Linked DNA regions of Sus scrofa: regions 1, 2 and 4 are each linked to region 3. The links are chromatin contacts, called in public Hi-C and HiChIP or PLAC-seq maps. All regions are on one chromosome and are shown on one strand. Each heading gives the region's core, a stretch centred on a gene start, on an enhancer-like site or on the middle of the called end of the contact. The rest is flanking DNA. Distances are from core to core; before and after follow the strand shown. Region 1 overlaps TAMM41 (phosphatidate cytidylyltransferase, mitochondrial). Region 2 holds the start of TAMM41 (phosphatidate cytidylyltransferase, mitochondrial). Region 3 overlaps VGLL4 (transcription cofactor vestigial-like protein 4). Region 4 overlaps ATG7 (autophagy related 7).

What was found. A called contact is a pair of places that touch in the nucleus more often than the background predicts. HiChIP or PLAC-seq counts read pairs in DNA pulled down with a chosen protein or histone mark.
Region 1: a Hi-C map of alveolar macrophages shows a contact between it and region 3, with 2.5 times the contacts expected there. The contact joins two enhancer-like sites. A contact is called at or near these places in 22 of 47 Hi-C or Micro-C datasets (alveolar macrophages, brain, embryonic fibroblasts and 12 more) and 1 of 2 datasets of contacts at active chromatin or transcription factors (skeletal muscle).
Region 2: a contact with region 3 is called in an H3K27ac HiChIP or PLAC-seq map of alveolar macrophages. The contact joins the promoter of TAMM41 here to the enhancer-like site in region 3. A contact is called at or near these places in 20 of 47 Hi-C or Micro-C datasets (brain, embryonic fibroblasts, fetal heart ventricle and 10 more) and 2 of 2 datasets of contacts at active chromatin or transcription factors (alveolar macrophages and skeletal muscle).
Region 4: a contact with region 3 is called in an H3K27ac HiChIP or PLAC-seq map of alveolar macrophages. The contact joins two enhancer-like sites. A contact is called at or near these places in 3 of 47 Hi-C or Micro-C datasets (embryonic fibroblasts, mesenchymal stem cells and skeletal muscle) and 1 of 2 datasets of contacts at active chromatin or transcription factors (alveolar macrophages).

What each region holds. Positions count from the first base shown.
Region 1 is chr13:67,957,063-67,960,353 of Sscrofa11.1, forward strand. All of the region lies in intron 4 of TAMM41 (phosphatidate cytidylyltransferase, mitochondrial), which reads right to left. Among named protein-coding and RNA genes, the nearest start is that of TAMM41, 25 kb to the right of the region's middle. Within about 2 kb of position 2,034, at least 3 of the 83 cell types and tissues checked have an H3K27ac peak or open chromatin away from gene starts, as enhancers often do. A contact at or near this core is called in alveolar macrophages, where this site is marked.
Region 2 is chr13:67,982,215-67,985,164 of Sscrofa11.1, forward strand. TAMM41 (phosphatidate cytidylyltransferase, mitochondrial) reads right to left here and starts at 1,312. Exons shown (of 8, transcript XM_003132370.4): 1 at 887-1,312. The coding sequence starts at 1,021.
Region 3 is chr13:67,796,595-67,799,741 of Sscrofa11.1, forward strand. The region is part of intron 2 of VGLL4 (transcription cofactor vestigial-like protein 4); the gene reads right to left. Among named protein-coding and RNA genes, the nearest start is that of VGLL4, 75 kb to the right of the region's middle. Within about 2 kb of position 1,432, at least 3 of the 83 cell types and tissues checked have an H3K27ac peak or open chromatin away from gene starts, as enhancers often do. A contact at or near this core is called in alveolar macrophages, where this site is marked.
Region 4 is chr13:67,609,577-67,612,524 of Sscrofa11.1, forward strand. All of the region lies in intron 19 of ATG7 (autophagy related 7), which reads left to right. Among named protein-coding and RNA genes, the nearest start is that of ATG7, 190 kb to the left of the region's middle. Within about 2 kb of position 1,490, at least 21 of the 83 cell types and tissues checked have an H3K27ac peak or open chromatin away from gene starts, as enhancers often do. A contact at or near this core is called in alveolar macrophages, where this site is marked.

The sequences.
Region 1 (3,291 bases), core at 784-3,283, 160 kb after region 3:
AAAGCAACAAACCCAGAAGTTTGGCCCTAAAGTCTGCTGAGCATGTGCTAAGTGCCAGGCCCTGCTCCGACCTCATTTGGTCCACATGGCCGTCCTCTTGGGGAGACACTGCCCGCACCCCATGGGGAATGAAGATGCAGAGATGATTTCCCAGGAAGAGGCTACACTGCACAGTATACCTGTTCACTGAAGCACAACCTGTAACACTGAAATCCTGGCAGCAACCCTGATGTCCCACGGCAGGGTGGCAACTGAGCTGTGACGGTGCTCCCACATCCCACCACAGTGTGACACTGTTACAAATGATAAGGATCACACACAGCAAGATGGAAAATGATCATGTGATAATAGGCAGTTACGAAACCAGGATGCAAAAGCACAAAAAGGAAACATCATGAAAAAAACGGAAAAATAAGACAAAAGGATTACTTAAAAAACGATTAGGTTTACTCTAATAAGATAGACATTTTATTGTTGGCTTTAAAAAAAAAAATTTATGGCTGCACCTGTGGCATGTAAGTTCTCAGGCCAGGGATTGAACCAAGCTGTGGCTGCGGCAACACTGGATCCTTTAACCTACTGCACTGGGCCAGGAATCGAACCTGCACCTCCACATTGACTCGAACTGCTGCAGTTGGATTCTTGCCCTGTTATACCAGGGCCGGAACTCCTATTGTGGGCTTTTTAAAGGCGTGTGCTTCACATCCGCTCTCTCATTGAGTCTGGCAAAGCCTCATAAAGAAGGTGCTGATTATTCTCAGTTTCACAGGTGAGGAGAATAGATGGTGGTACAAGCACAGCCTGCCCAAGGCCCAGCCACTTCTCAGGACCAGGGTAGGGACATTTCAGGCACTAGCTTTATGTCATTTCTTCTCCATGTCCCTCACTTCTGCAGGGCTGGCATACTACTAGCAGGTTTTTTTTTTTTGTTTTTTGTTTTTTTGTTTTTGTCTCGTAAGGGCCACACCTGCAGTATATGGAAGTTCCCAGGCTAGGGCTTGAATCGGAGCTGTAGCCACTGGCCTACACCACAGCCACAGCAAAGTGGGATCCAAGACACATCTGTGACCTACACCACAGCTTGTGGCAATGCCAGATCCTTAACCCACTAAGCAAGGTCAGGAATCGAACTTTCATCCTCATGGATCCTAGTTGGGTTCATTACCACTGAGGAGCTCCTACTTCTAGCATTTTAAAATAGATTCACAGATGCACAGACACGTTTCAGCAAACATGAATGGAGAGGCAACTGGGTCACTTTCAATTGTGTAAATGCTTATACTTTTATTCAAGCCTACCAAAGCTTTCTGTTAATCTCTGAAAGGTGGAATGGCATCAAACTCTGAATCTAACACCACTGGCTTGGAAATGAAAGATCAGTTTGCATCACTGTTGCCTCCTAAAAATCTGTGCCATTTCTTCTTGTTCTGTAGGTTCAACCAAGAAAAAGCTCTTATATTTTAAGACATAACCTTCTGAGAGAGGGACTGTATTCCACCAGCAGGTAAAAGCAAACACATGCAAATGCTCCCAAAAGAACAAGTGCCATGATTCAAGGACCTGGAAATACCATGGACTTACTGAGAACAGGGATGGAAGCTTATGCATTCCTGAGTCCCCTGGGCGCCACCTGGCACATGGAGGCGCATCAATAAACATCTGCAGAATTGAATCTCTCCAACTCCTGTGCAACCAGCTCAGCCACAGGAAGAGCAAGCACATGGGCTTATGACCTGCTGCTTCAGAACAAAATGAATAAAATCGTGGGCACAGCGTGAACCAGCATCTGATCCTAGGAATCAATTTTTCTTACCTCTAGAGATATGCTTGCAACAAAACACAGGGATTGAGAAAAACCGACTGTTGACTTTCATTATGTGCCTCTACTGCTGGGTTTAACTCTTAACTGCTCAAGCCAGAGAAGTGCCAGTCTAACCCAAAGCTTAACCAAAGGGCTTCTCGATTGTACATGAGACAAAGTCACAGGCTTGTGACTCACAGGCTGGCTCCATGATTTCAGCACAGCCCCAGTGACTGCGGACCTGATCACGAAAGTAGAGGTCTGAGTGGAAAGGCCCCAGCTTTCCAGGCCGGCAATGTCCCAGTGAGGCTAGAGTTGTTACCTAACCTCACTGAGTCACTTTCCTTCTCTGCAAAATGGCCATGACAGTCACACTAACCTCGTCAAGTGGCTTGTAGGTTGAAATGACTAAGGTATGAGAGATGATCCTGCATTAGGATCTGTACATGGGGAGGGCAGGATGGAGGGTACCTGCCATACTGCTGCCATTTCAGTTTAATAAACATCTGGGTGGCTACTAAGTGCCAGGAACTGGGCTGGACTCTGGAGATATAGACACAGGTCCTACCTTGGGCACAGGAGACAACTGACGAGAAGGCACAGCCCTTTGGTGCAGGTCATGGTGTGAGACTTGCTCCAAGAAGCGCTCAAGACAGGAGCCCAAATCAGACACTGACATGGCAAAATCATATTCATCTTAAAGATTTTTGAGATATAAATCATATACCATATAATTCATCTATGTAAAGCACATAATTCCACATGTTTTAGTCTATTTACAGGGTTATGCAAACATCCAATTTTAGAATATTTCCTCCTCCCTACAAGCAACCCTGTGCTGTTAGCAGCCACTGTGCCCCCACCCTCCCACCCGCAGCCCCAGGCAAAGACTAATCTCTTTCTGTCTCTCTAGATCTGCCTCTTCTGGGGATTTTATTTAAGTGGAACTGTACAGCATATGGTCTCTTAGGACAAAGCACAATGTTTGCAAAGTTCAGCACGTTGTAGTACACATCAGCACTTATTCCTCTTTATGGAGGAATGATATTTCACTGAACAGATGTGCCATATTTTATTTATCCATCTCTCAGTTGATGGGCTTTGGGGCTGTTCCCGCTTATTATGAAGAATGCCATGGTTTTTGTGTGGATATATGCTCTCATTCTCTTGGGTAGATACCTAGGAGTAGAAGTGCTGAGTCATAGAGTAACTTTAATATTTTGAGCAACTGCTAAACTGTTTTTCCAAAGCAGCAGCACCACTTTACATCCCTACCAGCAATGTATGAGGGTTTCAATTTCTCCACATTCTTGTTAACACCTGCTCTCATTTGTTGTTTTGATTACAGCCATTGTAGTGGGTATGAAATGGTGTCTCTGTGGTAATGACTAACATTGAGCATTTTTTTTTAAATTTTAAAGTTTTTGTCTTTTTTAGGGCCTCACTCACAGGGTATGGAAATTCCTAGGCTAGGCCTCAAATGGAGCTGT
Region 2 (2,950 bases), core at 62-2,561, 190 kb after region 3:
ACACGAGTTGCACACACAGAGAACATCTCTACCGGGACTCGTGTTCCTTTTATGTTAATTCAGTAAAAGCTCAAAAGCCTCTGAAAACCTCAGCAGGCAAATAACAGCCTCACTTAAGTGGAAAATATTTGCCTGCCTCTATGCTACTTGGCCTTGAATCTTCTCAGTGAACTTTTTTTCTTTTTTTTCCATTTACAGAAAAAGAAATCTACAATCTTAAGAAACACTGTACCCTCAACTGCTGTTGTGCTCAGTCAGCTTTGAAGAATAACAATGTCTAATCCTAAACACTCTCGCTAAAAGTCCTGAGGCTGGGCGAACAAACTGGCCACTAACTCTTGCTGTAGTTAGTCACTGCACCTGCCCTGACCCTCCATTCAGCCCACCAGCTTCCTAAAGTCCAGAGAAGTATTTAGTATTTTCTCTTTACAGACAGAGACGTGACTCTCAAGCTTGGCTGCGTATTAGAATCACCTGGGAAGTTTTAAAAAATTCCTGAAGCCCAGGGCTTGACCCAGACCAATTAAATCTGAAATCTCCGTAAATGGTACCCAGAACATCAGCATTTTTTTAAAGCTTCCCAGAAAACTCTAATGTTCACGCAAGCGTGAGAACACTGGCAAATACTTATTTTCCTTTCTTCCATCCTGCCCCGGCACCAGCTTTTCCCTCCGCTAACTGCAGCTCCTGCTCTAGACCGAAGTGGACTCCTACGGAACCTTCAAAACTCGGCTCACGCTGTCTTTCTACCAGAAGCACTTTCGTACGATTTGTATTTCGCTAGTTGGTGCGTGGAATGCGCAGAGCAGACAGGAGAGCTCTTAGAGGGACTGAAGGCAAAGGAAAGTAGTGAGAATATTCTGGCGTGGGGCTGGCCCGGGCTCACCTTCTGGTCTGAGCTGGGCCCCGCCTGGCGGTACACTCCAGAACCGTAGGCGAAAGCCAGGCTCAGCTCTTCGGGGAAGTGAGACAGGATCTTGCGGAAGGTCACCCCGGAGCTTTGCAACGCCTGCAGCGCCATGGGGCCGGGGCTCAGCGACAGGGACCCTTGGCGGGGAGGGGAGCGAAGGACAGCAGGGCGAGGAACTGATACCCGCTAAGGGTGGGAGATGGAAGTCGAGGACTGGTCAGAACAGGAGAAGGCTGAGGCCGGGGGCAGGAAGTGGCGTGGCCGGCAGGGACTCGCGGGGGTACTCCAGTCCCGGAGCAGGCTGGAAAGCACCTACTAGAGAACCAGGTGGGCGCTGGCCCAGCCGGTCCAGCGGCCACGTGGGCCACGCCTCCCCCACGCACACGTGCTCCATCTTGGGATGGCGCAAGAGCGGACACCTGCCAGTGGATGGCGACGCGAAGCCTTCGCAGAGACCCCTGGTGGCGGGAGGAGCGGGCTGCAGGCTGGCCGCCTGGGATTTGTCTTGGGTAGGGAAGAGTGACAGCTGATTGAACGGTTTTTGAGCCTTAAAAGTACTTTTTTGTTCTTGCCTCAAACCACATTTAAAATATGGGTATAAGGTCATGGTGTAGCGTTTAAAAAGGTCTTTTTGATGGGGTGAAATGCACATAACATAAAAACATATGCTTTACAATTCAGTGGCATTTAGTACATTTACAGTGTTGTGCAACCATGGTTCATCCAGCTCCAAAACTGCAACATTTTCAAAGCTTAGGAAAACACAAATAAGATTAAAATCATGCCCAATCCCACCATCCAGATATTATCACTGTTAAGATTTGGTTGTGCTTTCTGCCCATTAAAGCCCTCCTTCAAACACGATAACAGGCATGAAAGTGCTCCATAAATGGTAAAAATCAAACAAAAAACTGCACCAAGGGTCTCTGATGTTTGTATTGAATTTTAATGGGGTGGAGAGCCTTTGGTCCTTTGCCTTGTGGATTGGACTCACAAAAGGGCATATTAAATGCAGTTTCTGGTGGAAACAGGATCCCAGGTGAGAGCTTGCCTCTTTGTGTACAATTAGAGAAACTTGCTCGGGGCCACAGGGCCATTCAGGATGTAGTATGACCTCCCGGACAGAGACTTTTCAGATATCCTTTCCTTCTTCCCTGATGTACATGGCCTCTCAACCATAACAGAGTAGTAATAGCTAAATTTGGGTAATGTTGAACCATTTCCCAGGCATTTTTTCATGGGTTCCCTCTGCTGCCTTGTGGAAGGAGGTGATTGCCTTCATTTTACAGATGAAGAAGCTAAGTGTTGGATAAAACAATGTGCTTGGGATCACATCAGCCTGTGGCAAATCTGGAATGAAAATGCTGGCTCCACATCTTAGAATTCTACTCTGTCCTTGAACAGTTTTGAGCAGGAAGCTGTCAAGGCTCAAAGGTTGGCTCGGATCAGAGTGGGGAAAGAAGAGGCAGGGACCAGTTAGGAAGCCGTTACCATAGTTTCACTGTGAATTAAATTGCCTGGCCTGGGGTGATAGAGGCAGGACTGGGATTAATTCAATTGAAAAATGATTATTGGAATTCAAACTCTGGATAAGTGCTGAGGATTTGAGATGACTAGAACAAGGCTGCTCCTGGCAGGCTCGTAGGAGACAGACAAGCAAACCCAGCATGTAATGTGCAGTGATAAAGCTGGACACCCAGTGCCCTGCAGGACCTGTCATGAGGGCAGTCAATCAGCTCTGGCTGTGCAGGGAGAGACCAGAGGAGATTTTGCAGGTATGTCATCTGAGCCAGACCTTGAAGGATGGGTAGGAATTTATCAAGCAGAAGATAGATGGGAGATATTGCCAAGGAAGGATAAGATAATAATAATAGGAAGGAAGGAAGGAAAAGCTTGAGACTAGAAAATAAACACTTGCCTCCTTAACCCACTGGGCGAGGCCAGGTATTGAACCCATGTCCTCATGGATACTGGTTGGGTTCGTTAACCACTGAGCCATGATGGAAACTCTTAGTCTCAAGCACTTTGTAACTCTTCTCA
Region 3 (3,147 bases), core at 182-2,681:
CACTGAGCGTAGTTAGGAGATTTTAAAGAGAGAACAACTAAAGGCTGAGCAGGCAAAATAGCAGAGGAAAAGGTATTCAGGATCAAAATGATATGAAGCATGACTTTACTGAAGCAAAAGATTTCAGGGAGAGAAAGTAATAGAAAACATAACTGAAAAGACAGTTAAATATTAAATAAAGGTTGAGGACCAGGAATAAATCAGACAGAAATCAAACTTGACTCTATAGTAACACACTGTAGTAAAGAGTCCCATAGGTTCACTTTGGGGAAAGAGAGGGAGTAATATGATAAAAACAATGTTTGAAGATCAGTCCAAGATGCAAAATAAGTTGTGAGAGAAAGAAGCAAAAGAAAAAGGAAGCGAAAGTCACAACCAATTCATCCAACTCCACTTTCAGTTTTCAAAATTAAATTAGCAGTACCTGATAAAAGGAATTGTGTTGTTGCACATGATAAAGAACTTGGACAGCTCGATTACTACACATTATTTCTTTACATACTATTTCTGAGAGCAGCAATATGATGTATTTAACTTCTCAATGCTGAACCCAATGTAGAATACATTTGCCATTTCTTCTTCCACTTCAAGTATAAATTCCAACCAGTTTCAAAAAGCATTACCTCTTCTTTCCAAAGATCAGCATTCTCATCTATTAAATAAAGGAGATGGACCAAAAGTGCCCTTTTCAAGTCTAAGACTCTGTGTCTAGTTTAACCTCAGAACTGGTGGGAATGGTAGCTGAGAGTATCTGGGAACAGAGAGAGCTGGGGACCTGGGATTGAGTAACTGAGGCTGTGTTTAACGGGTTACTAATGACACCTGAGCACAAAGCAACTGAATCACACTGGATAAAACTTCCTGAACATTATTTCAGAGGTCCTCCACTTAGGAACCTGTACTCCCCAGTTATTTATCTTGAATGGGGGATCCCTAACAGCTACAGTAACTATAAGATACATAGATACATGAGTAACTTGCTATATAAAAAGTAAAAACTCACCCAGAATACCATCATTTTTTTCCCCTTCTTTTCTTTTTCTTTTCTTTTCTTTTTTTTTTTTTTTTCTTCTTCTTTTTTAACAGCTGTACCTGCAGCATATGGAAGTTTCCAGGCTAGGGGTCGAACTGGAACTGTAGCTGTGACCTGTGCCACAGTCTTGGCAACGCTGGATCCAAGTTGCATCTGTGACCTTCACCACTGCTTACAGCAACACTGGATCTTTTACCCACTGGGTGAGGCCAGAAATCGAACCTGCATCCTCACAGAGACAACATCAGGTCCTTAAAACCTGCTGAGCCACAACAGGGAACTCCACTATCATCTTAATGCATAAATGGTTTCTGTTTTTTATTGAGTTAGTTCCCCTCTATTTCTTTACAATAAGAAAATGTGACTCATACATGCAAATGGTGTATTACTCAGCCTTTAAAAAGAAAGAAATCCTCCCATATGCAACGGCATGGGTGAGCCTGGAGGACATTACGATAAATGAAGTAAGCCAGTCACAGGATAAATACTGCATGATTATCTTAGATAGGAATCTAAACAGTCAGATTCATGGAAACAGCAGGATGATGGTCATGAGGGGCTGGGTGCAACGGGAGTTGCTGTTCAACAGGATGAAGTTTGAGCTAGCAAGATAAATATGTTCTAGAGCTCTGCTGTATAGTACTGTACCTACATTTAATAATACTGTAGTGTGCACTTAAAATCTGTTAAGAGGGTAGATGATTTCACATTAATTGTTCTCACCAAAATTTTTAAAACACCAATAACATATATTGAAGAACATCATTCACTATCATATGTTTTGTTTCTATACACATTGCTGTGATAAAATCATCTAATCAATACAGCATTTGGATCAATTACAGAAATCATCTTTAATATTCAGCTTCTCAGTATTTTTTACCATCAACTTTTTAGACATTGTGAACTTTCATTGTTACCTAATTAATGCAATGATAGATTTCTGACACTGAGATATTCTCTTCTGTAAATCTTTATCTGCACATAAAGATATGTATTTTTCAAATTTTTTTAGGCGTTCCCATCATGGCGCAGCAGAAACGAATCTGACTAGGAACCATGAGGTTTCAGGTTCCATCCCTGGCCTTGCTCAGTGGGTTAAGGATCCAGCATTGCCTTGAGTTATGGTGTAGGTCGCAGACACGGCTTGGATCTGGCGTTGCTGTGGCTCTGGCGTAGGCTGGCAGCAACAGCTCCAATTAGACCCCTAGCCTGGGAACCTCCATATGCCACGGGAGTGGCCCTAAAAAGGACAAAAGACAAAAAAAAAAAAATTTAAAAGACGTTTTTGGAGGAGTTCCCATCAATGGCGCAGCAGAAACGAATCTGACTAGAAACTATGAAGTGGCAGGTTTGATCCCTGGCCTCGCTCAGGAGGTTAAGGATCCAGCGCTGCCATAAGCTGTGGTGTATGTCGCAGACACAGCTCGGATCTGGTGCTGCTGTGGCCAGCAGCTGTAGCTCCAATTAGACCCCTAGCCTGGGAATCTCCATATGCCTTGGGTGTGGCCCTAAAAAGGCAACAACAACAAAAAAAAAAAAAAAAAAAAAAAGAGAGAGAGAGAGAGAGAGAGAAGAATGTTTACAGCCCTGGGATGCAACCCAGGCTCAGTAAGTAACTGTGTCATCGCAGAATGCAGCGGCAGAGCCAACAGAAGTTTCAATAGAAAAGCATTTAAATTTTTTAAACTAAATAACAGGGAGTTCCCATCATGACTCAGTGGTCACAAACCCAACTAGTATTCATGAAGACACAGGTTTGATCCCTGGCCCTGCTCTGTGGGTTAAGGATCTGTCACTGCTGTGAACTGTGGCGTAGGTCACAAATGCAGCTCACATCCCATGTTGCTATGGCCGTGGCATAGGCGGGCAGCTACAGCTCTGATTCCACCCCTAGCCTGGAAACGTCCATATGCCCTGGGTGTGGCTCCAAAAAGACAAAAATTAAATTAATTAATTAATTAAATGACAGGAAATAGACTTTTGTGGCGAAGCATTTGATTTGAGCACTTCACTAGGCAATGTATAAAATTCTAACATTTCAGAACTTAAAGGGATCTAGGGCTTGTCTCACCCTCCTACACTGCTGGCAGGAATATAAATTGGTACAACCA
Region 4 (2,948 bases), core at 240-2,739, 190 kb before region 3:
CCAGTCAGTAGCTGGTTTCTGGGATGCACCTGCACATTTTTGCTCCTACCCATTGAGGCCTAAGCTTTCCAAGAGTCATTAGTGTTTCTTGCCAGACCTGGAAATGCCAGATGGACTTACTGTTGTCCATTTAAATAAATAGCCCCCAAACAAAAAAAACAAAAAGAAAGTTAATTATGTGAAAATCAAGTTCAGTCTGAGAATATCTGACTATGGTAGTAGCTAGCGGCCGTGACTCTGCCGAGGTGGGGAGAGGGCTTTTACCTTTTATTCCAGAATATATTCTGGAGTCTAATCTCCTCTGTACACATTCAAGGTTAACTTGCTGTGTAACCTTGGCAAGTGGTGAACTCTCCCTGAGACTTAGCCCCTTTACTGTAAAATGGAAATATTAACAGCCTTCTAGGAGAATTCTAACCATCAAATAAAATAATGTGTTCATAATACCTAACACACTTTCTGGCACATAAGCACTAAAACAGGGGGCAGCTGTCATCATCATCATTATTATAATTATAATTAATCACAACTTGGGGTGAGACATATATTTATACTGTTTCATATTGCTCCTGTTAAATAGTATAATGAGAATGTCATTTCCACTCAGGAATTTAATAAACTTATTTCTTTTAATAACAGAGAGAAGTGATTGTTTGACCATAGATATTAATCATTTTTTATCAAATCAATTTCTGAAAAACCAAATCTATCCTTTAAATGTAAAAGGCTCCCTCCATGAAAACATGGTTTGCTGAGCTGAGACCATGGTACAGTCTCCTCCCCTAATATGTTTGGCTTTTGTAAAAGTTAAAAAGCCAAGGAAAGAAGTAGAGGAGATAATTGGAAAGTTTCCAGGTAGCTTTCAGGAGGCTTTAAGTACATCAGAAGCCCTGTTGGATCTATTCATAGCTTTGTTTTCTGGACCAGTATTCTAGAAGTTGCCACATTCTTTTCATTTGTGTCTTTCACAGAGGGCAGTAAAATTTAGTTCTAATTATATTTAGGGCATCTGGATTCTAGTCAGCATTTCTGGCTCCTTTTTAGAACCTAAAGTCTGCGGCTTATTCCTAATGTGGAAAATGGAATAATCCCCCAGGCCTGGGAAGAAGAACTCCAACATGCAGGCTGCTGTTACTATAGCGAGACTCCGCTACAGACATCACAAGACTTGTTATACAAGGAAACATGATTACAGTGGATTAGAGAAACTTGCCAGGGCCTTGAAGGATTTATTACTTTTTGAATTCTGAATGAGACATAAATATGCTTTTCCCCTTTTAATTTTGGACCCCATACGGAGAAGGTGAAAAAAATTCTTCAACAAATTCTAGAATGCTTAGCTGCTAGAGCTCGGTGGGTATTGTGTCCAAGTCATATTGCAAAGGGCATGGATACTTGCTTGGCAGAGACGCAAAACAGGCACTCCTTTCTGTCTGCACTGCCAAGTTCGTTACTGCCCTGTCTCCCAGTGGGAGAAAAATGTAGCTCCTTGGGGAGTCTTCTGGAAGGCAGCGTGGTGTAATGGAAAAAGCAGTGCACTCAGAGGCATGAGGCCTGGATTGCAGCTTCCACACTTAAAAGCTCCATGATTTCAACAGGTTACACCCTCTGAGCCTTAGTGCCCTTTTATGAAAGGGTAATTCCCATCTCAGAGGGTGGCTTTAACTTTTAACGTATGTTAAATATCACGAATAGAATCTCAAAAGTTAGTTGCATTAGCATTAAAATAGAAACCTGTGGTACACTCAGGTGAATTTGTAGATCTCAAATTCTGCCAATGCCCTAAAAGGAGGGACTTTTAAAAATAAAGATGGTCTCTCACCTTATCTGTTCTGTAGATTTTTTTGGTTTCTCTGGAGACTGACCAGATCGCGTAAGGGTAATAGTTACGAACCACATAGGAATCAGACCTGAGTTTAAGTTCCTGCGTACTAGCTGCGAAGCCGTGATAATTCACCTAGCTTCTGTTATCCTCAATTTCCTCATCTGTAAATCGGATATAACAGTAGTGCCTCAGGCATTCCCTATCACTTTACCTTGTTTTATTTTCTGTGTGGGACTTAATCACTATCTGAAATTGTCTTTATTTTCTGTCTCCCACTCCAGCTCCCACTTAAATATATTCCCCTTAAGGGCAAAGCATTTATGACATCTTGTTTACCATTTTATATGTCTTGCCAAAGGTAGTGAGTGACTGGTACCTTATCGTTATTTATTCTTCTGGCCTTTCACTTCTATTTTTAAAACTTCCCCTCCCAGTGTCATGGCTAAATTTATATACAGTAGCTGAGTTAGAAAGTGGGCAGAGTTGTTCTCTGTTTGGAAATGCCTGTGTTCTTACAGTTGAGTTTCTATTTCCTGAAGATGCTTACTCAGCCTTGGATGGCACAGTTTGACTTGTGACATCAGAAGATTGACAGGCAGAAGTCTGACTCAGGGATCCAGCTAGGAAAGAGCATGACTTTCAGCCCAGCTCGCCCTTTGAGGGATGGCTGGGCAGGGCTCAAAAAGGTCTTGGATTTCAATTTATCTAGGAAGGTATTTAGCAAATTATTTTTAACCATTTGGATTTGGTACAGATCACCCTAGGAATCTGCAGCCTCTGCATAAGTGAGGAATGAGGTGGGAGGACAGAGCGGAGCTGAGGTGGAGGGCAGGCTTTCCCTGGAGATGGGCATCTTTCTCCAGGGCCTGGACTGCACTTGCCCCTCTCCACCCAGACCCCCAGAGCATCCTCTTTCACTTTTACCTACTCAACACCTTGGAAACCACAGAGATTCCAGGGTTTTACACAGCCACTCAGAGTGAGGCACTGCGGACGGGTTATGTTTGGGCTCTGCGTTCGTCATTCATTAACCCTCTCCCTGCGAAGAGTTCATAGCAACCACCTGTATCATGGAGAAAACTGAGCCCTAAGAAGAGGAACTCTTGACTCTCCTACCTAATTC